Regions from separate parts of the Mus musculus genome. Here regions 1, 2 and 4 are each linked to region 3. The links are chromatin contacts, called in public HiChIP or PLAC-seq and promoter capture Hi-C maps. All regions are on one chromosome and are shown on one strand. Each heading gives the region's core, a stretch centred on a gene start, on an enhancer-like site or on the middle of the called end of the contact. The rest is flanking DNA. Distances are from core to core; before and after follow the strand shown. Region 1 holds the start of Efna1 (ephrin A1). Region 2 holds the start of Muc1 (mucin 1, transmembrane). Region 3 holds the start of Pmf1 (polyamine-modulated factor 1). Region 4 holds the start of Pklr (pyruvate kinase liver and red blood cell).

The links. Promoter capture Hi-C pulls out the DNA fragments that hold promoters and counts their contacts. HiChIP or PLAC-seq counts read pairs in DNA pulled down with a chosen protein or histone mark.
Region 1: a FOXA1 HiChIP or PLAC-seq map of pancreatic cancer cells shows a contact between it and region 3. The contact joins the promoter of Efna1 here to the promoter of Pmf1 in region 3. A contact is called at or near these places in 2 of 39 promoter capture datasets (both in liver) and 1 of 115 datasets of contacts at active chromatin or transcription factors (pancreatic cancer cells).
Region 2: an H3K27ac HiChIP or PLAC-seq map of microglia shows a contact between it and region 3, with 4 times the contacts expected there. The contact joins the promoter of Muc1 here to the promoter of Pmf1 in region 3. A contact is called at or near these places in 3 of 39 promoter capture datasets (the SN4741 cell line and liver), 1 of 115 datasets of contacts at active chromatin or transcription factors (microglia) and 1 of 9 other capture datasets (liver).
Region 4: a contact with region 3 is called in a promoter capture Hi-C map of liver, with 3 times the contacts expected there. The contact joins the promoter of Pklr here to the promoter of Pmf1 in region 3. A contact is called at or near these places in 2 of 39 promoter capture datasets (both in liver).

What each region holds. Positions count from the first base shown.
Region 1 is chr3:89,278,055-89,281,266 of GRCm38.p6, forward strand. It overlaps Efna1 (ephrin A1), which reads right to left and starts at 1,591. Exons shown (of 5, transcript NM_010107.4): 1 at 1,397-1,591. The coding sequence starts at 1,488.
Region 2 is chr3:89,227,651-89,230,440 of GRCm38.p6, forward strand. Muc1 (mucin 1, transmembrane) reads left to right here and starts at 1,406. Exons shown (of 7, transcript NM_013605.2): 1 at 1,406-1,527; 2 at 2,261-2,790. The coding sequence starts at 1,470.
Region 3 is chr3:88,409,060-88,412,096 of GRCm38.p6, forward strand. Pmf1 (polyamine-modulated factor 1) reads right to left here and starts at 1,338. Exons shown (of 5, transcript NM_025928.4): 1 at 1,097-1,338. The coding sequence starts at 1,248. It overlaps Slc25a44 (solute carrier family 25, member 44), which reads right to left. Exons shown (of 4, transcript NM_178696.5): 4 at 1,435-3,037.
Region 4 is chr3:89,134,761-89,137,840 of GRCm38.p6, forward strand. Pklr (pyruvate kinase liver and red blood cell) reads left to right here and starts at 1,382. Exons shown (of 11, transcript NM_013631.2): 1 at 1,382-1,522; 2 at 2,464-2,646. The coding sequence starts at 1,423.

The DNA.
Region 1 (3,212 bases), core at 341-2,840, 870 kb after region 3:
GTGTCCAGAGGGCCAGGGCTGAAGCTATACTTAGCGTACTATCTCCTACACTTAACCTGCCTGTGACACTTAAGTCTCCATTTGGAAAAGGGGGCTCTATTAGTGGTGGAGTAGACAGGGAGGGGGGCAAGGAAGAGGCTCCTTCCTGAAAGAGAGGAAACCTGGGAGCTTGGGAACGGAAAAGGCCAGGGTTCCCCCCTCCCTACTCATGACTTCCCGTCCCCTCCTCCTCCTTCAGCCGACACCTGGCATGGGCATAAACAGGGACTTTGCTCTTTCCCACTACTAGGGCAGGACTAGGTCAGGAAGGCAAGGGGCAGGCGCAAGGGCAGGCGCAAGGGCTGGTGGGGCGCAGCAGCACTCCAGGGCCAGGAAGACAGTGCCTTTAGGGTGGCAGCTGGCTCTATCTTGCCCTCCGACATGCCCTAGACAACAGACCCTCAATAGGCAGTGCCAGAGGAAACTGGCCCAGCATCTCTCTCAGGGGAAGGGGAGGCAGGCTCACTGGATCTGGGAGGGAGGGGTTTAGTGGCATTCTGTGGCCTCGACTTCTCACCTCTTCTTGTTCCACCATATCCCCCTCTTAGGTTTGGCCCTAACACTCTTCTCATAACTTGAAGAAACTCAAGGGCAAGAACAAAGGGCCCGACAGTGTCTTCCTCTCAATACCATTTGCTTCATAGCCCTAAAACCTGCTCCGGAGAAATTACCTCCTTCCTGTTACAGCCTTTGTAGCCCTGTGAAGCCCCACTCTGCTCCTCCCCAAGCTTCCCAGCGACACTCCTCTTACCAGTCCCTTAGTGTGACCACCTCAGCCACTCCCTCGGTCGACCCATACACAGCATGTGCCTAATTTATGCCCCCCCCAACCTTGGAGGCACTCTTCAGGGTCATCTTAAACACAGAATGAATATCTAATGCCCAAAACCTAGATTCCTACGGAGGTTCTTTCCAAGGCTCCCTGAGCGCTGTGCTTACTCTTGACGTCCATAGGTGCCTGTTAGTATACAAACGCCCAAGTGGCACACAAAAATGAGAGTGCACAGAAGTTTCATGGGGGGACTTAGAGAGCCCCGGAGGCCAGGGCCAACGTTCCAATTCTCAAGGCAGGAGTGCCCAGCAGGAGAGCCTTACTTTAGAGTGATGAGATGCCAGAGGGCAGAAAGAGAGGGCTGAAACAGCCAGCGCCTGTGCGAGCAGGCATGAGCAGGTTTCTGCCCTGGTCGGCTGTTGCCAGGTAGTAAGGGGAGATACAGACGGAGGTGGGGAGCTATAGAGTCCAACCCATCCCTGGCCACCTCTCCTAGGCGCAGGCCAGGGGTTGGCAGGGACAGTTACCCTGCGAAAGGCCATTGCCAACCCGGCACCCAGGCTGCCAGGGAGTCTCAGGGCTTACTTGGGATTTGAACTGTTCCAGAAGACGATGTGGCGGTCAGCAGCGGCCAGACTGCAGCACAGACCCAAGAGAGGGGCCCAAAGGAACTCCATAGCGCGGGGCCGGGCCGAGCCAGGCCAGGACGAGAGCTCTGCAGTGTAAGGTTCCCACAGGCTTCTCCACGGTACAGTAGGCACCACGATCACAAATCTGGCCTCTTCGCTGCTCGACTCCGCCTTTTGGGCTGGCGCCGCCAACACCAGCCCCGCCCTCGCCCCGCCCGACGCGCGCTGCCCCAGGGCTTGATGGCTACGTTGGAGGTGGAGGAAGGGAAAAAGACTCTGGGAGGAAGGACTCCCATATCTCAGCGACGGAGAGCGCTCCGGGGTCTGCACAGATCCTCCCATAGCTGTGTGTGCTCACTTACGGGTGTGGGGGTGGGGGTGTCTATGTGAGGCTCTGTTGGCTTTGTGGGACTGAAAGCCATAGCAAGCTGGAAAAATGGAAGAACTTATACGTGTGGGTCTGGGAACCAGTGGCTTCAGGACTTGGCTTTGCAGCGCGGGGCGCCAATCTTGTCAGGGTGTGAGGTGGGGGGATATAACCACACCTTTCCTGAGATTCACACCCAGGCCCGCGCACTCGCCTTCTCACACTCTCTCGTGACCCCCTCCTCCCCCCGCCCCCCCAGCAACACTCCCCCATGCCTTGACTCTGGCTTGGCTGCCCCTCCCCACACAGACGCGGCTGTTTGTTTTTGTTGGGTTTGTCAATGTTGTCTTTGTTCAAGAGATTGTGTCATCGCTTAGATGCCGGGAATAAAGTGCGACGTTGTGTGTGATCGAGCGTGTAACGTGTGCGGCCAGGGCTAAGGGCTACTCAGTCCATCAGTACTTTATGCGAGAACTCATAGTTGGGCTCAGGGGCTGTAGGGGGGGATGTTCCTAATATTTTCAATAGCGCCAACGTACGCTAATGACCTGTTTATACATTTCACGTGTGTCTTGAGCGAATGCGCGCTTGCAGATGGAATGTGGGAATATGGTCATGAAGAGTGACAAACTAACCGACCTGACACATGTACATATGGCGTGTGTAAATGCGTGTGATGGCGGGTAGGTGTAAAGACACTTGTGTGTGGAAGCGTGTGAAACGCCTGACATACATATGCTAATGTTTGTGAACAGTGTGTGAAGAAGAGGAGAAACGTGTTTGGGCGTGCAGCGGGGGTGGATTGGAGTGGGGGGTAGTTTGGGCGGCTGTGTTTGACTGAGTCTGACTTGGGTCTTCCAGTCGGTGGGCTCTCAGTACCAGGCTCAGAACCCCTCCCCCTCTCCATGTAAACAACCCTGCAGGAATTCACCTCTCGAATCAGCAGCTGTCTGGAGAGGGGTTGGCGGCGTCTGCGCCTGAGATGGAGCTGGCGGGCAGGTGTTTGATTAGGCTCGAGTGCATTCTTGGAGCCGTAAAGTCAAAAGCTGAGTGCTTGGTAGTTTGCGTGTGTGGCGGTGAGCCCGTGTGCGTTGCAGGGTGTGATGGGCGGGGGTTTCTGTCCCTGGTCTCTCTTCTTTGCGGCTGCGCATCAGGGCAAGGCGCGGACCCGGGGCTCTTTGCAGGGTCCGGCCCAGCTTCCGAGGCTTCCAGGCCGTTTCATCCCGGTTTTTTACGGCCAGGCTTGGCGGCAGACCCTGTAATTACATCGGGCCAGGACGCCGTGGCCAGCTCGGTGCTGAGCCTGCAGGGGAGGAGCCAGGAATTGAGGAGGGCTCTGGCTTTCCTCCTTCCCTCCTAGGAGGTGGGCCCTGCTTGTCGCTCTCACCATAAATATTTACTGAGC
Region 2 (2,790 bases), core at 156-2,655, 820 kb after region 3:
GAAATGTTTTTAAAGTATTAGTTTCCGTCTTGTATTCGTTGGGACTAAGAACTGTTTGCCTACTACAGTTGTAACTGCTCCTGCTGGTTTACTCCGCAACCTCCGCTTGCGGGATCCGGCCTGGCATCCTCAGTCCGCGCTACTGTGAACCCAAAGCCCTCCCCAAATTCAACTGTTTCTGCCCTTCAGAACACCTTTCGTTTCTCCCTAAACACACACACAAACACACGGGTTTGCCTTGTTTCGAGTGCTTGTTCGCCCCAAATATTCCTTTCCCAGATACATCTCAACGTTCTCATGTTCCACGATCGGCCCACCTACTTAATCTCTTCCTCCTCAATATCTAGCTACCTAGACATAACCCGTCCTACACCCCACCCCCCACCATTCAATGTCATCACACAACTTGATGCCCCCCCTTCCAGATACCTTGGGGCTCCAACCACTTTTACCCTACCCGCAAACACCATCCCCAGAAGTCTAGTAGCCCAATTAATGACCCTTGCTTCTCCCCTACAGTGTGCATTCTTTCCTATCTGTCCGAGGCATTGATTCTTTTCGCCAAGGCACAATTAACTTCCTTAAGTTAATCTGTCTCAACTTGGGCTGTGCTGCCAAACTATCGGCTGGTGCGAGTACGCCGCGCGACGCTCGCGGTGACCACTAGAGGGCAGGCGTTTCCGGATAGAAGGGCCGGTCAACCTGCCACTCAAGGTGGAGGGTTGGGTAGGAAGGACCTTAGGCTTCAGTGGAGCCCAAGTTTAGTCCTTTTTAAGTGGAAATTTCCCCCACCGCCTTTCTCGGGAGAAAGCCAAAGAGAGACCCAGGCTACTGGAAAGTCTGGCAGGGGCGGGGATTGTGGTTTTCAGAGTACCGGGAACGGCTAGAAGGGCGGGGCTGTTCCGGGAAGTGGCGGGGGGGGGGGGGGTTCGGGGAGGGAGACTAAAACTAGCGACCTGTCCACTATTATCCAGCCCCCTTATGTCCTCTCAACTTGTGAGAAGTGGTGTTCAAGGACCCGCAGAGAGAATAGGAAAAGGGATCGGGGGACCTAGGGATGGACTTCCCATGTCTTGCTGTCCAGGGCCTTTCTGTGTTTCCTTTCCTCTTCTTGGCGGTCACTCTGGGACTAAAACCAGAGCCAGGGGGCCCCAGGTTTCCTCCACATACACACCTGGGGTAGTCAAGGAGCGGTTGGTAAAAGTGGGAGGCCAGATGGAGAAAAAACAGGTTGTCATAAGGTTGAGTGATTGGAGCCCAAGTACCCTACACAGGAATGACTGGGGGGGAGGAGGAGGAAAAGAATAGGGGAGGGGGCGGAGTTTTGTTACCTGTCACCTGCTCTGACTGTGCCTAGGGCGGGAGGGGGACTGGTATAAAGCAGCAGGCACCAGCCCTGTTCCACCTCACACACGGAGCGCCAGCCTTGAGTTTGTTTTCTAGCCCCTTCCCGCCTGTTCACCACCACCATGACCCCGGGCATTCGGGCTCCTTTCTTCCTGCTGCTACTTCTAGCAAGTCTAAAAGGTGAGAGGCGCAAGGTGGGGAGGGGCTGCGCTGTTCAGGTGGGACTCCCAGTCTTTCTGTGGAGTTTGCTTACTGGTAGATTATGAGAGTCATAAATGGCCATCCATACAGGTATGGCCCAGTATGTGCCAGGGGGGAAAAGAGGCTAAGGAAGGAGGCTGAGAAGAGGTGACCCCTCAGGAGAGTGGGCACTATAGTAGGCAAATAATACTCTTTGTGGGGAGTAGAGAAGAGAGGCTGTGTCAGGAGAAGTAGCTCCGGAGTGGAAGAATGGGGCCGTGTGCAGTGGTTCCAGTCTATAGTTCCCACACCCTGGACGCTCAGGTTCACAGAGAGTTCAAGGCCAGCTTAGGCTACAGTATGAATACTTGTCTCAAGTAGAGGAATAAATGAGCCAGAAGCAGAGGTGAGACCTCTGCTTAGGGAGGGAGGCTGTCAGGATGAAGGCAAACCAGGGGCTACCTGATGCTAACATGATCCCCCTTCCTTCCCCGGTTACTTTGTTTTCAGAGTTTATATTTTTCTTCTTGCTCTGATTTTTATTCATCAACCCAGTAGGTTTTTTTTTTGTTGTTGTTGTTGTTTTGTTTTTTTTTTCTTCAACTTTGGCTCTAGCCGGAACTAAAACATCACACATGTTATCCAAAGCGACCCAGTGTCCAACTCTGTTGATTAGTGCTGCGCTGCTGTGAGCATAAAAACAGTTTACCCCTAATCTTCCACTCTGGTTCAGGTTTTCTTGCCCTTCCAAGTGAGGAAAACAGTGTCACCTCATCTCAGGACACCAGCAGTTCCTTAGCATCGACTACCACTCCAGTCCACAGCAGCAACTCAGACCCAGCCACCAGACCTCCAGGGGACTCCACCAGCTCTCCAGTCCAGAGTAGCACCTCTTCTCCAGCCACCAGAGCTCCTGAAGACTCTACCAGTACTGCAGTCCTCAGTGGCACCTCCTCCCCAGCCACCACAGCTCCAGTGAACTCCGCCAGCTCTCCAGTAGCCCATGGTGACACCTCTTCCCCAGCCACTAGCCTTTCAAAAGACTCCAACAGCTCTCCAGTAGTCCACAGTGGCACCTCTTCAGCTCCGGCCACCACAGCTCCAGTGGATTCCACCAGCTCTCCAGTAGTCCACGGTGGTACCTCGTCCCCAGCCACCAGCCCTCCAGGGGACTCCACCAGCTCTCCAGACCATAGTAGCACCTCTTCTCCAGCCACCAGAGCTCCCGAAGACTCTACCAGTACTGCAGTCCTCAGTGGCACC
Region 3 (3,037 bases), core at 88-2,587:
ACAAGGCAGGGGAGTGCAGATAGCAGGGCCATGTGCGACTGCATCTTTATATTGTGAAACCTAAGATTGGCACTTCTGGCAGTTGGGCCTTAGCCAGGCCAACGAAAAGGACAGCAGGGCAAGAATTTGAGGTCCACCTGAAGCCAGCATGTCCAGTCTTCCTCTAGTCACTGTGGAAGTCACTAGAGCTCTGCTGGCTGGAGCGGGAAGGCATGGGAGGTGGCGAGCACTGAGCCTATAGTCTTTTTTTTTTGAGACAAGGTTTCTCTGTAGCCCTGGCTGTCCTGGAACTCACTCTGTAGACCAGGCTGGCCTCAAATTCAGAAATCCGCCTGCCTCTCCCTCCCAAGTGCTGGGGTTAAAGGCTTGCGCCACCACTGCCCGGCTAACATTCCTTTTTTTAAAATGTTAATTTGATTCGGTCATGTTTATGTCTAGGTATTTTGCCTGCACGTATGTATTTGCACCATGTACATGCTTAATGCCCACCAGAATAGTGTCAGATCCCCTGGAAGTGGAGTTACAAGTGGGTGTGAACCACCATGTAGGTGCGCTGCAAGATCTGCAAGATCAACGAGTGCTCTTACCACTGAGCCCAGGACATTCCTGGTTATGAGGCCTGGCACACCAGCCTGTAAGGACAGCCACTCATTTCTGAGTTCGAGACCAGCTTGGTCTACAGAGTGAGTTCCAGGACAGCCAGGGCTACAGAGAAATCCTTTCTCAAAAAAAAAAAAAAAAAAAGACTGCAAGCTCAGTGCTTGCCACCTCCCGCGCGCTCCAGCCAGCAGAGCTCTGCGCTCATCTGGCGCCCTGGCGCGTTAGGTCTACGTAAGCAGATGACCTCTGGGGAAGGACGTCGGCTGCCCTAAGGCTGCCGCGGGCCCCAGGCTGCTGCCTTGCGGGACGGTGGAGAAGACAGCAACTGCAATCCGACCTTCCCTCTACTCCTCCGCAAACCGCGGCGAGAGGTTTCAGGGGAGCAGCCCTGCTCCACCGCGGCGGGTCGCCCACGTGACTGCGCCAAGCGTATCTCGCGGGACTTACGATCCTGCGACAGACCTCCCGCCACCTCTCCCCATTGGTCGCCACCTACCTCCTGTCGGCGACTAGCTTCTGGAGGAAAGTGTCTACTATGGCGTCCAGGAGTTTCACCCTGGGGATGGTCGCGTCCCCTGGCACAGCTTCCGGAGAGGAGCCCTCAGGCCCCCTTTCCGCAGCCTCGCTATCTCGGCTCACCTCAGCCATGTTGAAATTGAACCGCCAAAATAAACTGGCCCTGCAGCTCCTCCCAACAGGACCTCCGATTGGAGGCCGCGGAATGCCCGTCACGGAGCCGGATGGGGCGGGGCAGTGGCCGAGGACGAGGAATTAGTTCTCAGCTCCGGGGGGAGGGAGGGGGGGAAGGGCAGAAAACAAAACCCAAAAGCCAGAGTTTAGGGGCTCAATAAAAACTTTTAATTACATTTCAAAGATCTCATACAGTGCAACAGTGAATATTCGCAGCTAATCTCCTCGAGTCCATTTCTAGCTAATGCTGAATGTGCATTCTTTCCCATGTGCCTCTATCCAGCCCTCCTGTCTTGCCGAGTTTCTAATTTGTGTGTTGACCAATGGGTCAACATTTCTAGCTGTTTTGGTCTCCAGTTTTGGAAAAATGGCCGCCCACTGGCTCATCTTCACCAAGGCCAATCCCAGACCCTGACCTTGGGAGAGTAGGAGTTCCGACACGGGGGTGCCTTTTACCTTTATATCCAAGGTCCTTTCAAACACAAGGGGAAAGAAGGAAAGGGAGATAGGACAAGAAAGGGAGAGGCTTAAACACCGGACAAGAAAAGTCGGGAAGGAGTAACCTAAGGTATGAAAGGTGGGAGGAACCTATGTCCACACTCTGCCCCGTTAGGAAAGACCAAAGAGCAGAGCTGTCCAATCACAAAGGTCTTGATAGTGAAAGCCTGAGAGGGGCCCTTGCTCCACTGTATTGATAGGTCTTAAGGTAGAGGTGAGGAGCGAAAGGATTTAAAATGATCTGTGGGCTTCACCCTTCAGATGACTATGGGCAAGATTGAAGGGCTCTCTCAATAAAGTGCAGGAAGTGGGGCCTGGCGGCGTCCTGTAAACCTGGAACTTAGGAGGTGGAGGAAGATGAAGAGTTCTAGGCTACCCTCTGCTACATAATGAATTCAAACCCAGCCTGGGATATATGAGACCCTGTCTCAAAAAACAAACCAAAATGCTGAGACATTAGTAGAGGGCTCAGAAGGAAACAAATACAGACTACAGCGAGTAGTAGGAGGTGTGTGTGTGGAGACTGGGTCAAGTCAGGATGGAAGAATGTGGAGCAGCCGTGAGAAACATGAAGGCTTCAGTTAGCACCTTCCAATTTGGCACCATGGCATTTCCCAAGCATCTCCCAGGCTGAAGAGCAAGATCTGCCTGCTTTCTTCCCTCCCATTCCTGGATGTGCCTCTCTGCCACCAACACAGGCTCAGTAGAGGCAGGGAAGAGGGACGCTCCTGAGGAAAGCATCAATGGTTTTGGCAGTAAGAGGCTGGTAACCAGGTGGACCTGGCCTTGGGTGCCTTCCTGACTGTATTTTTTTTTTTTTTCTGTTGCCAGCACAGGGTACCATGACTGGGATGATACTTCACAACCAAGGACAAGAAAAAAAAGGATAGTTCATATTCCAGAGTCCCACTGTGAGACACCTGTTGCTATTCATCTGGGTGGCAGGTGTGCCTGTGGCACTGCTGCCTCGGGCTCAGAACCTCCGTTGTACCTCCAGGGCTTGGCTCAGCTGGCCTGAGGAGATAAGAGTGAGGAACACACATCCAAGCCAGTGGCTCTTTCCCAACCTGGCTTCAGGGCAAAGTTCCAAGGACAGTGTTCTCTAGTAAGTCTGACCCACTTATAACTATGCCCCTCTACTGTAGTCACCTGGGCCAATGAAGGCCAGCAGCTCATGCGGTTCCCGGGCCTGAGGGACAGGGAAGGGGGATAAAGAATTGGGATCTGTGTCACAGTTTTCCACTTCTCC
Region 4 (3,080 bases), core at 132-2,631, 730 kb after region 3:
CTGCCCCTGCAGCCCCTGCTGGTGCCTTCTCATCCTTAATAGCTTAAGCATAATCACATTAAAGAAAGCCTCATCTTATTTAAGAGGTGCCTAAGATACACCACTGTCCCACCCGGCCACCCTGCCCAGTCCTATGATCCATGCCTGACACCCCTTACCCAGTTTAAAGTATTTATTTATTTGCTAGTAGTCTGTCATTTCCCCACACACACTATATTAAAACCCATGGAGGGCGAAGGTTCCATCTTTCTATCTGCTTGACTCCCACTGTATCCTCCAGGGTTGTCACTGGCCATTGTCATTGTCATAGTGTCATGGAAGCCTTCCTAGAGAATCCCACTGTTCTAGCAACTTTGCTGAACTTGTAAAGTCACCCAAGAATGGGGTCAAGAGAATCCCCAGTCTAGGGTCATCTGGGATATGGAAAAAAAGTAAGTGCCAGGTGGCCCGTCTGTTGGTTGGGGTAGTTATAGGGAATTTTGACAGCAGGACTGCAGCTTATGCTCATGGTGGTCAGCAAGGCAAGGTCACTCTCCCTGGTGCCTTGGTAAAAAGTGAGTTGGGTGCGATGTCCCCACGATGGCTGAAGAACTCCCCTGTGCTCAGGCTTCCTGTGTTTACTAATATGGTTCGTCAACATCAATCTAAACAAGTTTATCAATTAGTGCCTAGAACTGTTTATAGTTTCATCTTTGGATTCACAGAGGAACAGATGCGAGAAACTGAGATACCCTCTAACGTCTATCAAAGGGTTCCCCTCTGCCAGGTGGTGGTGGCGCACGCCTTTAATCCCAGCACTTGGGAGGCAGAGGCAAGCAGATTTCTGCGTTCGAGGCCAGCCTGGTCTACACAGAGAAACCCTGTCTAGAAGAGAAAAGGAAAGGAAAGGAAAGGGAAGGGAAGGGAAGGGAAGGGAAGGGAAGGGAAGGGAAGGGAAGGGAAGGGAAGGGAAGGGAAGGGAAGAGAAGAGAAGAGAAGAGAAGAGAAGAGAAGAGAAGAGAAGAGAAGAGAAGAGAAGAGAAGAGAAGAGAAGAGAAGAGAAAAAAAAGTTCCTCCCTCTTTTCCACAATCTAGTCCCCACATTCAAGCTCTTGCTCTGAGAATATACCTAAGATTCTTGTCAATAAAATACAAAGAGAAAAGGATTGTATCACTGGCGATGAACTAGTCTCTATTGAAGCTGATGGACTGACAGTATGAATGGACTAAAAATTGACCAGGAAAAACGGATGACCTAGGGGAAGGGAAGATGTGGGGACTGACAACCGACAGCCCTCCAGAAGGGACTCTGTGTGGGGATGGGGCTGCCTACTGGGTGTGCCTCTTTTCTATTCTCTGGCTCCTGCAGATAAGACCAGCAGTTAGGGTACACTCTCCTCCCAGTCTGTGGTTCTTGCAGCCCCAGTCCCACACTTTGGAAGCATGTCTGTCCAAGAGAACGAGCTACCCCAGCAGCTCTGGCCCTGGATCTTTAAGTCCCAAAAAGACTTAGCAAAGTCTGCTTTAAGTGGGGCTCCAGGAGGTAAGAAGAGGAAGGGAAGCCACTGAACAGAGAGGAGAATTAGGGTAGAATCAGTGTTGGGGGTGGAGGCCTTGGGGGAAGGATGCCCACTACAGCCTCTGTTAAATTTGATTTGAGCCTTTGATCCAGGCTCTGCAGACAGGCCAAAGGGGATCCGGCAGCATGGACGCCACGGGGCACTCCCGTGGTTCCTGGACTCTGGCCCCCAGTGTACAAGGCTTCCATTGGCAAGAGAGATGCTAGCTGGTTATACTTTAACCAGGACTGATCTCGTCTGTGCCAGGCCCCATCCCACTGACAAAGGCAGAGTATAAAGCAGACCCACAGACACAGCAGGTACGCAGCAGTATGGAAGGTGCTCTACTGAGCCGGGCTGGGTCAAGCTACGGGGGTTTCCCCCACAAGGGGGCAGGCAGGGGATAGAGCCGCACTGTATAGATGGAGGGAACTTGGAGGGGAGGGAAGTGGGGAAGCCAGAGAGTTGCCTGGAGCTAGAAGGAAGTAAACAAGGAAAAGTAACAGAGAGATTCCAGGCCTAGAGAATGAGATGCCTTGAGACTTGAGGGAGGCTTCTGGGGGTGCTGAGGCTGAGTGGTCTGCTGGGGGGCGGGGTGGGGGAGGGTCTCGGTAACTGGGTCCGTAAGGACTCAGCTTTGAGCTAGACCTAGATTTGAATCATCTTCCTTGGAAGATGCCCTTTTCTTAGACAGTGCATTTTCTCTCTCCGTCTTTTTCCTTCCTTGTAAAGTTGGGAAAGAGCACATCTAACAGCCTGCTCCATAGAACCCTGGAGACTAAACAAAGTAATGTGTGACACTCAGATTGAAGGAAGGCCTCCTCACACAGACCGGAGGGCTGAATAGACACAGGGTGCACTGGCAGGAAGCACATGGGGGATAGGCGATTGTCTGTGCAGGATCCTGAGTCCCCATCTACCGCAGGGCCAGCAGGATACCTGAGACGTGCCAGTGTGGCCCAGCTGACCCAGGAGCTGGGCACTGCCTTCTTCCAGCAGCAGCAACTGCCCGCAGCTATGGCGGACACCTTCCTGGAACACCTCTGCCTTCTGGATATCGACTCAGAGCCTGTGGCCGCTAGGAGCACCAGCATCATTGCCACCATCGGTAAGACCACCCAACCCTGGGCCGCCACACTGGGCCGCCTGCATGACTCTGGTGTCTCCTTACTGTGCTATCTTTGCCATGGTCATTCATTCAACAAATATTTGTGAGATTTGCAGGTGTTGTTGTTGTTGCGGGTGTTGTTGTATTTGCTTCTTTTTCTTTTTCTTTTTTTTTTCTGAGACAGAATCTTCTTATGTTGTAGCTCTGGCTGTTGGGCAGGCAGGTCTCAAACTCAGAAATCCACCTACCTTTGCCTCCTGAGAGCTGGGCCGGGTTAAAGGTATGTGCCACCTTGCTCCACTTGAGGCTGGGTCTTTAAGACAGGGTCTCGGGTAGCCTTGGATAGTTTCAAGCTTATTATGTAGCCCATATTATATTGTCTTAGCCTAATGAGATCATAAGTATGTAATACCACACCCAGCTTAACAAATGCT